Regions from separate parts of the Arabidopsis thaliana genome. Here region 2 is linked to region 1. The links are chromatin contacts, called in public capture Hi-C maps. All regions are on one chromosome and are shown on one strand. Each heading gives the region's core, a stretch centred on a gene start, on an enhancer-like site or on the middle of the called end of the contact. The rest is flanking DNA. Distances are from core to core; before and after follow the strand shown.

The links. Capture Hi-C pulls out chosen DNA fragments and counts their contacts.
Region 2: a capture Hi-C map of root shows a contact between it and region 1, with 2.0 times the contacts expected there. The contact joins the promoter of ADSS here to the promoter of CPK32 in region 1. A contact is called at or near these places in 2 of 26 Hi-C or Micro-C datasets (root and seedling), 1 of 2 datasets of contacts at active chromatin or transcription factors (shoot) and 2 of 3 other capture datasets (root and seedling).

The regions. Positions count from the first base shown.
Region 1 is chr3:21,297,053-21,303,855 of TAIR10.1, forward strand. CPK32 (calcium-dependent protein kinase 32) reads right to left here and starts at 2,652. Exons shown (of 8, transcript NM_115613.4): 1 at 1,772-2,652; 2 at 1,404-1,527; 3 at 1,175-1,318; 4 at 889-1,041; 5 at 688-803; 6 at 418-585; 7 at 96-323; 8 at 1. The coding sequence starts at 2,299. It overlaps AT3G57540 (Remorin family protein), which reads right to left and starts at 6,178. Exons shown (of 2, transcript NM_115614.3): 1 at 5,183-6,178; 2 at 4,345-4,771. The coding sequence starts at 5,872. The coding sequence ends at 4,571.
Region 2 is chr3:21,332,796-21,339,796 of TAIR10.1, forward strand. It overlaps ADSS (adenylosuccinate synthase), which reads right to left and starts at 3,925. Exons shown (of 4, transcript NM_115621.5): 1 at 3,512-3,925; 2 at 2,617-3,309; 3 at 2,130-2,441; 4 at 1,396-1,894. The coding sequence starts at 3,808. The coding sequence ends at 1,724. AT3G57620 (glyoxal oxidase-related protein) reads left to right here and starts at 4,738. Exons shown (of 1, transcript NM_115622.3): 1 at 4,738-6,506. The coding sequence starts at 4,769. The coding sequence ends at 6,412. It overlaps AT3G57600 (Integrase-type DNA-binding superfamily protein), which reads left to right. Exons shown (of 1, transcript NM_115620.2): 1 at 1-1,123. The coding sequence starts at 46. The coding sequence ends at 879. It overlaps AT3G57630 (exostosin family protein), which reads right to left. Exons shown (of 14, transcript NM_115623.6): 14 at 6,479-7,001. The coding sequence ends at 6,748.

The DNA of each region.
Region 1 (6,803 bases), core at 1,402-3,901:
CCTACAAAAAAAACAATTTTCATGATGGTTAGTTCTCTATGAGATGGGATTTTTTTCAACAAGAAAACGAGAGTGAAATGGTGAAGTTAACCAACCTTGTCGGTGTCAACATCACGGATAATGGCATCAACAACTTCTTCACTTGTACCAAGTTCGTCAGACAAGGCTTCCCTTAACTCCTCTATTTCGATATATCCGTTATTGTTTTGATCAAAGAACGCAAACGCTTTCTTGAGATGCTCGTCATTGCCCATTTTCCTTAGGTGTACCGATATGGCAATAAACTCGTCACAGTCCAAATATCCATCTCTATCGATGTCTCCCTGCAAAGTAGAAGAAAACCATCCAGAGCTCAGTTAACTGCATTCAAATCACACAAAAACTGGTATTGAAAAGTAATGGTAAATCAAAGCTCACAGCATCCATCAAAATTTGTAAATCATCTTGCGGAATGGCATGACCAAGTTTCTGCAACCCGATTTTAAGCTCGTCGATGTTAATCTTCCCTCTTTGGCTTGTGTCCATTATTTGGAACCCTTCTCTTATACCTGAAGCTTCTTCATCTGATAAATGCTCAGCAATAACCTATCGAGATAACGTAACAAGACCAAACGAAACTATTGTTAGGCTTTTTAGATCAGAAGAGATATACATTTTCGGATAGTTTATAAGTAATATGTATTTTACCCTGAGTGCTCGTTTCTTGAGCTTGTTCATGACGGTGAACTGCTTCAACCTTGCCCTCACTGTTTCACCCAATGATACATTGGGGGCTGTCTTTGCATTCTGTAACCACGGGTGATCTGAGGAAAATGAAGCAAAGACCGATTAATACTCTTTGTCTGTCTCAGATTCCATATAAGCAAATTGCATCATATAAATCTGTACCTAGGACTTGTTGAGCTGTAAGACGACGCTTTTGGTCAGGATCAAGCATTTTCCTGATAAGGTCTTTTGCGTTTTCAGAAACCTTGGGCCATGGGTCCCTTCTGAAGTCTAGTACAGATCGAATAATTGCTTGTGCAACTCCTTGTTCAGTTTCTGAAAATGGTATAGAAAAAAACAGAAGACCAGGTTCATTATTCTTATGATCACTTCTTCATATACTACCCCTGAAGACAACATGTGCTACAGACGGCCCAAGAAGAAGGAAACATAGACTGACAAAACTAACCTGCCCAGAAAGGCGGGACACCACATAGCAGTATGTAAAGAATTACACCTGCACTCCAAATATCAACTTCTGGACCATAATTCCGTTTTAGCACCTCGGGAGCCATGTAGTACGGACTACCAACGATTTCGTTAAACCTCTCGCCTGCAAAGAAAATAACGGTGTGGGTTAAGATTATTGACAAACCACAAAGCAATCAGCTATCTACTGAGCAGAAAGACCACATTACCTGGTTTAAAGAAAACAGAGAGACCAAAATCAATCGCCTTAAGAGGTGCAGTCTCCTTCTTGTTTCCAAACAAGAAGTTCTCAGGTTTCAGGTCCCTGTGCATTACCCCATGCTTATGACACACCTGCAAGAACACACTCATTAATCTCACATCTAAAATCACTCCACAAGACTTTCAATTTACATGAAAAGAAACGAATTTTGAATCTTTCTGCAGCAAATTGAGCCCTTTAAAGCAATGCTACAAGTCAATAATGTCCAAGAAACTGAAACCAGTAACAAACCAAGACATTATACGAGGCCATTGCAATTCTGCAACAAGTAAAGACTAAAGAGATACAATAAACAGCAAAAAAACCTTGACGAACCTGAACAACTTCCATGATGGTCTTAGTGACAGCAGCAGCAGCTCTCTCAGTATAATGCCCTCTAGCAACAATCCTATCAAACAATTCACCACCTTCACAAAGCTCCATAACCAAATGAACAGCATGCTCATCCTCATAAGTCTCCTTCAAAGTAACAACATTAGGATGCTCAGGCATATGCCTCATAATCTCAACCTCTCTCCTAACATCTTCAATATCAACAGCTGTCCTCAGCTTCTTCTTCAAAATCGATTTACAAGCAAAAACGTCGTCTGTCTCCTTATCAGTACATAGATACGTAACACCGAATTCTCCACGACCTAGCTCTCTCCCCAACGTGTATTTAGACTCGATCTCACGACCTGTTGGATCATTCAAAACGATAAGCTTAAGAGGTCTTCCACCTCCATCTCCACCACCGTGGTGAAGACCGTAATCAATCGAGAAAGGGTTTTGCTTCTTCCTTCCTTTTTTGGGTTTGTTATCGTTTTGAGCCAATGATCCTGCTGTTCCGCAACAATTACCCATGACTTTTCCGATCAAACCCAAATCAAAACCGATGAAACTTGAGAGATTGAGGACGAAATTCCAGGAAAGTAGGAAACTTTAAGAGAATTCTGGAAGAGATGGATGAGAAAAAAACGAAGGAGGTGAAGAACAATATATGAAAGGGTGGAAATTTTCAACGCGTGAATACCAAGAAGAACGTCAAATCATTTGTTCGAAAATTAAAATTGCGAAAAATTAATTACAGAGAGAGAGAGAGAGATGATGATGGAAGGAAGGTCAAGAGAATCTTCTTCCCTCCCTTCTTCTCCAGCTGCTCTATGATTGTTTTTTTTTCTTTTTTTGTCTGTTTCTTTTTTTCACTTTAAATTTTTAATTTTCAAAGAATGTTTCTTACTATTACATTACTCTAATGTGAAATCAAAATGCCTTCAGCTTTACCAAATTACTATTGACAATATTACCCCTATATGTGATTTTAATTATTTTTGGTGAATATATGTGATCTTAAGTTAAGGCTTAAATGCCGACAAAAAAAATTAAGGCTTAAATAGTTAAATGTCCACCAATTGTTTTTTTTCAAACTCCTGCAGAATTTTTTTTATTTTTAGAATATTTTTGTTCATTTTAATTTTAGAAAACTCTTTATTTTTATAGAATGTCTAACAAAATTCTAGCACCAAATAAATATATATCTGTGAAATGAATCATACAAATAATTACGAAGACAGGGGTGTTTCAGGAATTTTACCTCATGGATTAAACAGAAAGCGGAGTCTGTGACACGTTCTTAAACTAAGCGCCTTGGAAATAAAAAAAAGTTAAGGGTGAAACCGTAAATACGCTCGTGTTTGGGTTCATAAATAAGCGGCCACCTTTATTTTATGTTCTGTTTTTTTTTTATAATTAAAAGGTCAAACACGGCGATTTTGACTCTTTTTAATCACTTTCGTCGGACCCAACTAACTAATTTTTTTGACTTCGATACAAAACAACCAACATATGTAATTACTCAAAGTTATTTGCTTTTTCTGTCAAGTTGATGATTTTGGTTTTGCACTATAAAACTTCTACCAACAAATCGATAAACGCATTTTGATTTATCAAAATTTAACTGATATAGAAATAAATTTATTTTTATTTTTTTGTCAACTAATTTAATAATTGTTCAGATTACAGATATATGTGCAATTGGGTCGAAACCTGTATTTAAAAGTAACATAAATACTTAAAATTTTACTTTAGAGTTAGTTTATATATAAAATAATTAGCAAAGTCAACGGAGTATGAATGTGGTAAGATACTTTATCAAATGCCTCTAAATTAATATCAAAGCTCCTGATGGACATTCCTTTCCTTACACGAGTGTTTGTCTTACTCCTACCAAGTCAATGATTCAATTTGTAATTTGTTTACTTAGATTACCGTTACTAAAAAAGAGAGTTAAGTGCAATATATAATTAGGCAAGAAATGAGGGGTTTTATACAGTACACTCTATTTTCTTTAGTATTTGATCATTTACCAAAGACTGAGTCTTGTTTGTTAAAACGACCAAAACAAAATATATCTATGATATTGATGGACAAATAAATAGGAGAGTTAACAAAGAAAGGGTATGTAGATTTCTACCAAAAAAAAAAAAGGGTATGTAGGCCCATTATGGCAGAAGCAAAAACCGAAAATAAGCCTTTCTTAATCAGCCCATCTCAAAATCTCTTTACTTCTCTCTTTCTTGCACTTGTGTGTATAAGGTCTATGTTTTGTTCACCGTAAGAGTGTGGTAAGAAATACATACAAGTTGTATGCAAAAAGGTTTTAGACTCGTCTGAGCAAGATTTTAGTGGGTTCGAAATTCCATTCCTGAAATACGTAGGGTTTCGAGCTTTGCAGCCTGAATTAGTAAATTGTGGCGTCTTAAATTACATTTTTGTTAAAGCTCTTAAACACATGAGTGACAGGCCAAGGTAGAGAGAGTAATTAAATGAACAGAGCTGGAAACTAAGTAAGAGCTTGAACCTTTTTTTTCTTTTCTTTAACTCTTTAGTCGTATCAGTCTCAGCAGATGGAATGACAAAACAATACATGTAAACAATTTTCTTGGCTTACAAATAACATTTTATTAGTTTTTATGTGGTGCAGACAAAGAAAAAAGCATACAATTACAAAATATATCAGTACCTTTAAAACTCTTACATTCTATATATAGTTATATACACATTGATTCCCAACAGAAAATGGTAGCCTATATATATTGAGACATTTGGATGTAACTAAAACTAGTAATAGCTTAGCTAGGAAAGAGAGAAGAATGATCGTTTGGCCGGAGGTCGTCCAACGGCTCTCATGAGATTAGCAACTTCAAGAACCCTCGCAACCTCCGTCCCTCGTTTACCTTCCGCCGTGGCTCTCCTCTCCTCCGCCTTCCTCTGAGCTTTTGCCACTTTGTTTTGTGTTTTCTCCATCGCCTTCGCTCTCCTATCTTCCAGTTTCCTCTGCATCCACATATATGTATCAATCGCATAATCTATTATTCCAAAGACAACATCGACGTCTATTTAGTCAGTCTTTTGGATAGCTTTATCACATTTCAAATATTTGATATATCACCACCATTCAAGGATCTATCGTTTATTTGTGTTTCTGCTTTTTTTTCAAATAAACCCATAATTCTTACATTTTGATTTTTTTTTTTTGGTTGGATAAAATATGCATTTTATAATTTGTAAAAAACGCTTGTCCACGTTTATCGTTTGCAATTTGAAAACGTTACATAGTTTTTCTAAATTATTTTGTTATACATGTAAAAGCAAACAGTTTCAAGAAAAGCATGTTATAAGTCATCTTGTTCTCTTAATCGATCGGATCTAACTAAGATATTCGTAAAATAGAAAAAAATGAGTCACCTCGATTTTCTTCATCCAAGAGTTAGCTCTATGAACCTGCTCATTCAACCAACCGTTAATAACGGCGTCTTGTCTCTTAAACCTATTATTAATCTTAGCCACCTTCGCCGTTTGCCACGCCGTTATCTTTGCTTCCACCTCTTCTCTCTTCACCCTCTGCACCGAAGCAGTCGTCACCATCCGGTTCTGACCACCTGATGACGCCAACACAATATTATTCTCTGAACCGTCCCGGTTGTTGTAATCGTCCGGTACAATCGCCCATGGATTTGAATCCTCCTCAGGCACCTGACCATGATCACCAACGTCATCGTTTTCGCCGATCCTAGTCAGCTCGTTTCTTTCATCACGTATGACGTCACGATGACCACCTGATTGGTTAGTTCCGTTACTGTTGTTGTCCATGGAAGATCCGGCGATGACTAGAGCGTTGAACTCTCTGCTCACGGTGGTGAAATTCTCACCGGAAGAAGTAGTTCCGTCGCTAAAAGCAATAGACCTCGACGGAGACAAGTATCCTCCTCCTGATCCCCTTTGTTGTGGCCGAGTAAGCTCTGTCGTCGTCGTCATCGCGTGAATATCTCTCACGACTATCTCCGACGACGGCGTCTCATCCCGGCGATCGGAAGCATCGGTCGTACTTGTGGTGGAGTTCTCCGGTGACCTTTCTTGACCGTACAAAGTCAACATCAGAAGAGTTGTAGTAGTAGTAGTAGTGGAGTGTTGTAATTAGCTAGTTTAGGTCTGATTATAATTAGGTGATGGAAGGAGAAGAAACAAGGTCAGGAATAAATAATCAATGATTAGGTTTTAATAATTCGTGTAACGAATTAAAACGTTTAGTTTACATGAGAGGCAAAATTATAACAAGTGTAAAGTCTTTTCCATGAAAGCTACGTTGGTCCAGTAAATGTGCCACTACATTTATGAAGACGTGTGTCTTTCAAGATATTTAGCAAGACATTGCTTATTTTAATTGCTTGTTTTAATTTTTGAAACTGTAACATAAATTCGGTACAATTTTTTTTAATATTTGAGAGCATCGTCAGAGATCTTTAATTAGAAAATACTGATGAAGATAGAAAAATAGATATATCGTAGTGAGGGAAGTGTCGGCAAAATAGGACCGACCACGAAAAATGGAGATAGTGCTTTTGACACGTGTCTTGTTATAGCAAAGATTATCTACGTGGCATTAAGTGAGTGGTAGTGTATTCCCGCGAGAAGAAGCTACTCACGTCAGCTTCATGAATGTGCTCGGAAATCCCACTGGACAGACGCCACGTACTAAATTGCATATCAGATTATATTCGTTTTACTAAATTGCTAATTATATTATTTCTTGTCATTTTCTGATTACTCCCTAAATTGGTGTTTTGTTTTTCTTAAAAAAGGGAGAGAGGTTGAGTTAAATTTATTCTCCGAATCAAGCTCCAATGATAGTTTGTGTGTGTAACAAGGGAAGGGAGAGAGAGCAGAAGCTCAAGCCAATATAAGGCCGTAATGGATTACACAAAAATGGGCCGTTGTGGGCTACTAATGATCACATTTTCTTTAGAGCCCAATCAAGTAGTTTTGAATTTTGATCATGTCATACGGCTAGATGTGTTTTTCTTTTGGT
Region 2 (7,001 bases), core at 2,675-5,174, 37 kb after region 1:
CTTCTTCCTTCTTCACTATCAATCTTCTTCTCCACTACAACACAAATGGAGAAATCATCCTCAATGAAACAATGGAAGAAGGGTCCTGCTCGGGGTAAAGGCGGTCCACAAAACGCTCTTTGTCAGTACCGTGGAGTCAGGCAAAGGACTTGGGGCAAATGGGTGGCTGAGATCAGAGAGCCCAAGAAGAGGGCAAGACTTTGGCTTGGCTCTTTCGCTACAGCTGAAGAAGCAGCTATGGCTTATGATGAGGCTGCCTTGAAACTCTATGGGCACGACGCATACCTCAACTTACCTCATCTTCAGCGGAATACAAGACCTTCTCTGAGTAACTCTCAGAGGTTCAAATGGGTACCTTCAAGGAAGTTTATATCTATGTTTCCTTCATGTGGTATGCTAAACGTGAATGCTCAGCCTAGTGTTCACATAATCCAGCAAAGACTAGAAGAACTCAAGAAAACTGGACTTTTATCTCAATCCTATTCTTCTAGTTCTTCCTCCACCGAATCAAAAACTAATACTAGCTTTCTTGATGAGAAGACCAGCAAGGGAGAAACAGACAATATGTTCGAAGGTGGTGATCAGAAGAAACCAGAGATCGACCTGACCGAGTTTCTTCAGCAACTAGGAATCTTGAAGGATGAAAATGAAGCAGAACCAAGTGAGGTAGCAGAGTGTCATTCCCCTCCACCATGGAACGAGCAAGAAGAAACTGGAAGTCCTTTCAGAACTGAGAATTTCAGCTGGGATACCCTGATCGAGATGCCAAGAAGTGAAACCACAACTATGCAATTTGACTCCAGCAACTTCGGAAGCTATGATTTTGAGGATGATGTATCCTTCCCTTCCATCTGGGACTACTACGGAAGCTTAGATTGAGTAAAAGCAATTTAAGGTAGATCAAGATTCAGAAGTACACAAATGGTTTTGGATTTAGTGTAGCGTTTTGGAAAAGAGACATAGGTAGTGAGAGTGCAGTCTTTTATTATGCAGCAATAAAGTGAGTCAGTGTACAACCGAGTTGTTCGCTTTTTTTGGTATATTAATGAAGCATGTTCATTTTTTCGCTATCCTTTAGCTCGATAGTTTAAATAGTAAGTGAAAGTCACGGCCCTAATAGAATGATATGTTTTGTGCAAGTAACAATGCAAAAAAGCTTACCTATCATATCCCCTTTCATGGAGATCACATCTAATATCTCAATAATACTAGAAACTCATGATCAATAAATAAAGATCATGATGGTATGAACAAATTTTTAAGATTCGCCTTCGAACTGACCAACGCAAACTTTCTGTCGAGAAAAGAAAACAACAAAACTGAATAACCTAGAGACATATCACACGATGCATAAACTCCCACCAGAAAGTTTCACCTGCCAGCACTGATCAAAATCTGAAGAAATTTGCTAAGTATAGATAACATCCACAGATATTCAACAAGCATAAACAGCAGCTACAATGAACCTTCACGACTTTCTCAGGTTTAAGACATAAAAGGATCTCTTATCAATGGAACGAATAGAGTAAGATCAAACACGAAAGCTTAAACATTATGAATATAGCAACCTCACTGCTTAAGCACAGAATTCCTCTTCATTCCAATATTAGAAACAATGCAACAGATACACTAGTCATTCCAAAGAGAGTAATAATTCTCAGTAACTTGACACTTGATCAATTTTTGAGTTTGTGGAGGAACCAAAAAAGCCTAACACTAAAAATCATTTATATATAAGGGCATCACGACCGGGCCCAATACCAATGTAATGAATGGGCACACCCACGAGTTCTTCAATCCTCTCAACATATTGCTGAGCAGCCTTTGGAAGATCAGAGTAGTTTCTGACCGAGGATATGTCAGACTTCCACCCAGGTAAGACTTCATACTCCACCTACAAACATTTGCACAAGTATAGAAAGTTATTCATCATCCCAACAATAAGTAATAAGTACCATTTCCTAGACAATAAGATTAAACTCTGTTTTCAGGACTTTATCAGATACTTTATGAACAAATAGAGCCAAATGATGTGCCTGTCAGATTCTTTATAACCAAATTAATAACAAGAGAAGTTGCCCTATTCATAAAAGGAGACAGTCAGACATATGTCAGAGAACGGTACTTACATGCAGTTCTTCGAGAAGACGAAGATCACCAGGGAATGATTTAACAGGGGTGCCGTCACTCCTCTTGTAAGCCACACCCAGCTGGATTTCGTTCAGATCCGAAAGTACATCAAGCTTAGTGAGATTAAGTGATGCAAATCCATTGATTTGGCAAGAAAATTTCAGGGCAACAATGTCAAGCCAGCCACACCGACGAGGACGACCAGTTGTAGTGCCAAACTCCTGTCCAGCTAACCTAAGAAGGTCACCACCTGTGCCCAAATTTTCTGTCGGGAATGGACCTGAACCAACTCTTGTAGTGTATGCTTTTACCTGAAATAACAGGATCATCACAATGCTTTCATATCTCTGTCATTGCTTGCAGATTATGTTATCAAAGAGTAAATGGCAAATGTATGGGGAACATCAATACTACTAACTCAGAACAACATAGGTTAAATAATGGCCAATGCAGAAAGTCAAGTCTATGACTGAAAATGATGCTTACCACTCCAATTAGATCACCAACAACACTTGGTGCAATACCAAGACCTGTGCAGATCCCACCGGCTGAGGGGCTGGAGGAAGTAACAAAAGGATAAGTCCCAAAGTCAATGTCCAACATTGTAGCTTGACCACCTTCGACCAAAACCTTTTTCTTCTGCGAAATCGAGTCATTGATGAAATGGACAGTGTCAGTAATGTAGGGCTCCAATCTGTCAGCGTATCTCTTGTATGCTTCAACTTCTTCCCGAAGCATTTCAGGAGTATACTTGAACCCTTGAAACCTTGCCGCTGCATCTGATAGTAAAAGGTCAAGCTTTTGAGGTAAAGTATCCATGTGCCTGAGATCACCTACTCTAATACCATTCCTTATCACTTTACTAGAGTAGGCAGGACCAATTCCCCTCTTGGTGGTGCCAATGAACGACTTGGCAAGCTCAGATTCCCTGAGCCCATCAACCTCTTGATGGAAATCGAATAACAAGTGAGCGCGATCAGAGACCAAAATCCTTCCTTTACAGGAGACACCATTGGACTCCAAACCATCAATCTCTTTGAAGAGACCTGGCAAATGCACCACAACTCCGTTTCCAATGACACAAGTAGTATCCTCATTCAGGATACCTGAAGGCACAAGGTGAAGTGCAAATTTCTTTCCCTCTGAATTGTATATAGTGTGTCCAGCATTAGCTCCACCCTACGGTAACCAAACCACAATATTCAAACAAAAAGACTTAAACTTTGCCGGAACAATCAAATCAGGAACAGAAACTTAGTAAAAGAATCAACAAATTCAATTCAAAATGTTCACAAATCTCCAATTGCAAACACAGATTAAATCCTTAATCTTTACGAAAAGTTCATAAGGAATATGAAAAAGGTAAAAATGTAAACTTTACCTGACAACGAGCAACGATGTCAAAGTGTTGGGCTAAGATGTCAACGAGTTTGCCTTTACCTTCATCTCCCCATTGGCAACCGAGTACACCAGATACTTGACTCAGTGATCCAATCCGTCCAAGAGACTCAGTGGCGGCTGAATCAGCGGCGACGCTCAGTGAAGCGGAGACAGCTGGACGTTTAGCAGAGCAAGAGACGAAGCTTCGAGGGTGGTGAAGAGGAGGATAACGGCGGTGATAAGGTCCACCAACAGCGAATCTTGGATTGGAGTCGAGAGTGAGGGAAGAGAGAGACATCTTCGAAGAGAGAGAAGAGAAGAGGTATCAAAAGTCTTAGGGTTCGCCGGCACTTGAGTATGGGGAAACCTGAGGAAGACCTTTTTTCAAACTGAGCTCAGGTGAACTAAAATGACCATTTTGACCTTTACATGAAATATGTAATGAAATTAATTTGGTTAAACCGAGACTAAAACCGGTCTTAACACAAAGCAAGAACTAAACTGAATTTAAAAAGTCAGCGTTTTGTTAACATGCCATAATTGAATGCTGTAATTCAAAATTTACGGAGACATTCTGCCGAGTATGTATATATGGAGACATTCTTGAGGCTGAGCAATTTACTCCCAAAGTTCCAGCTTTTTTGTTTTTTAGATTTTGATCAGCCGGTCTATGGAGACATTCTTAAGGTGATATTTTTGTAAGTGAGTGATATTTTTGTCATTTTGATTTATAAACATATAAGAATAAGGAAATATTTGTCTGATAATTTCTTAAGTTTTTTTTTTTGGGCATTCTCTTTGCAACTTGCGGAATTATAGAAATCATCATGCAGGTGTACATTGTTTTCTCTATTCATTTCATACTTATTTATTATATGTGTTCCTTACTTATTTATTTCCAAATATTACGACAATTTCAAAGAGTGATGATACCAGAATTTAGAAAGAAAATATTACATCCTTTAATTTGATTAAAACTATCTATAGTTTGATGCAATTCTACTACGTTTTCTTAAAGACTGTCTAAAACTCCGGCATGAATGTAGTAGAGTCAAAGAGTTTGCTTGTCCAAAATTCCAAATTAAATATATAAAACAAGAATCGTCAATCTAATAAAAATAACAATTTTATGTGAAAGAATATATAATTGGACGTATTACTCCAACCATACTACTCTTCAACAAGAAAATAGATAAACCAACCTCTAACTTAAAATTCACCATCAAACCAAGAACAAAGGAAGAAACCACCAACCACTATGATCAACTCCAAAAATACATTCATCGTCGCTACAACCATCTTATGCCTCTCCATGGCCATATTATCCGAAGGTCAAGCTAACCCTTTTCTATTGCAACTCGATCGGTGGGAAATGTTGCTACCGAGCATCGGTATATCCGCCATGCACATGCAACTCCTCCACAACGGCATGGTTATAATGTTCGACCGTACCGATTTCGGTACCTCAAATGTTTCTCTACCCGGAGGCATATGTCGTTACGACCCTACTGACACCGCAGAAAAGTTCGATTGCAGCGCACACTCAGTTCTCTACGATGTTGTCTCCAACACATACCGTCCTTTGAATGTCCAAACAGATACATGGTGTTCTTCTGGTGCGGTTCTTCCCAACGGAACATTGGTTCAAACCGGTGGATACAACGATGGTGAGCGTGCTGCTCGAATGTTTAGCCCTTGTGGTTATAGTGATACATGTGATTGGATTGAGTTTCCTCAGTATCTATCCCAACGTAGATGGTATGCCACCAACCAAATATTACCCGATGGACGGATCATTGTGGTCGGAGGAAGAAGACAGTTCAACTATGAACTTTTTCCCCGACATGATTCTCGGTCTAGAAGCTCAAGACTTGAGTTTCTTAGAGAAACTTCAGATGGAAGTAACGAGAACAACTTATATCCGTTCATACATCTTTTACCTGATGGAAACTTATTTGTCTTCGCTAACACAAGATCCATTGTGTTCGATTACAAAAAGAACCGAATCGTGAAAGAGTTTCCAGAGATTCCAGGTGGTGATCCAAGGAACTATCCAAGCAGTGGTTCTTCTATACTATTTCCATTAGATGATACCAACGATGCTAACGTAGAAGTTGAGATAATGGTATGTGGAGGCTCTCCTAAAGGCGGCTTCTCACGTGGATTCACACGTGCCACCTCCACATGCGGGAGGCTAAAACTATCCGATCAGAGTCCAAGTTGGGAAATGGAAACCATGCCATTGCCACGTGTTATGGGAGACATGCTACTCTTACCAACAGGTGACGTCATCATCGTAAACGGAGCCGGAGCTGGCACGGCCGGTTGGGAGAAAGCACGTGACCCGATTATCCAACCTGTGATATATCAACCGTTTGATCATCTCTTCACCGTTATGTCCACACCATCACGTCCTAGGATGTACCATTCCTCAGCGATTTTATTACCAGACGGTCGGGTTTTAGTTGGTGGAAGTAATCCTCACGTTTATTACAACTTTACCAACGTCGAGTATCCAACGGATTTAAGCCTCGAGGCTTATTCTCCACCATATCTATTTTTCACATCCGACCCAATACGTCCCAAGATATTATTGACAAGCGACAAAGTATTGAGTTACAAGAGATTGTTTAACGTGGATTTCTCCATAGCTCAGTTTCTGACCGTTGATCTTCTCTCTGTGAGGATAGTTGCACCATCTTTCACTACACACTCCTTTGCGATGAATCAGAGGATGGTAATCTTGAAGCTACTCTCTGTGACGCGTGACCAGCTAACAAATTCTTATAGAGTCAGTGCATTGGGTCCATCAACGGCTGAGATTGCTCCTCCGGGATACTATATGATATTTCTGGTGCATGCAGGTATACCAAGCTCAGCCGCTTGGGTGCAGATTGAGTGAAGCTTAAATAGATCGATTATGAATAGTTTGAAATGTATGTTGCATGATATATATAAATATTCAAGCAAAATAAAGAGAGAGGAAGAGATTAGATAATATGCTGAATAAATTGTTAACTTACGATCTTTATAAAAACTGGCTTGAATTTAACAAATAGAGTTTTGCTTACATAATGACTGATGGTTCACCTAACTCAAAACCCAAGATTATTCCTTTCAAAAAGAATCGATTTGGCAATGAATCTTGAATGATTCTGCCGTGTGTATATGTATATGCTTCTGCAGCTTCTGAGGTATTTACTTCCAAAGTTCCAACTTTTTTGTTTTAGATTTTGATCAGCTGGTTTTATGGAGACATTCTTGCGGCAAACCATAATCTTTAGTCCGGTTTACGGCTTGCTCTCGTCTCCATGGATCGTTGTGTAGCTTGAAATGCAGAGTTTGTATGATAGTAGCGAAGATATCATCGTGCTTCAGTTTAGAGAATTGAACAGCCCAGTCTTCTTCATGTCCATAAGTAGCTTTTTGTCTCTCTGCTTCAAGCAAAATCGAGTCTCGGAACAAGAATCTTTGCCAGAGCTCCTTTACAT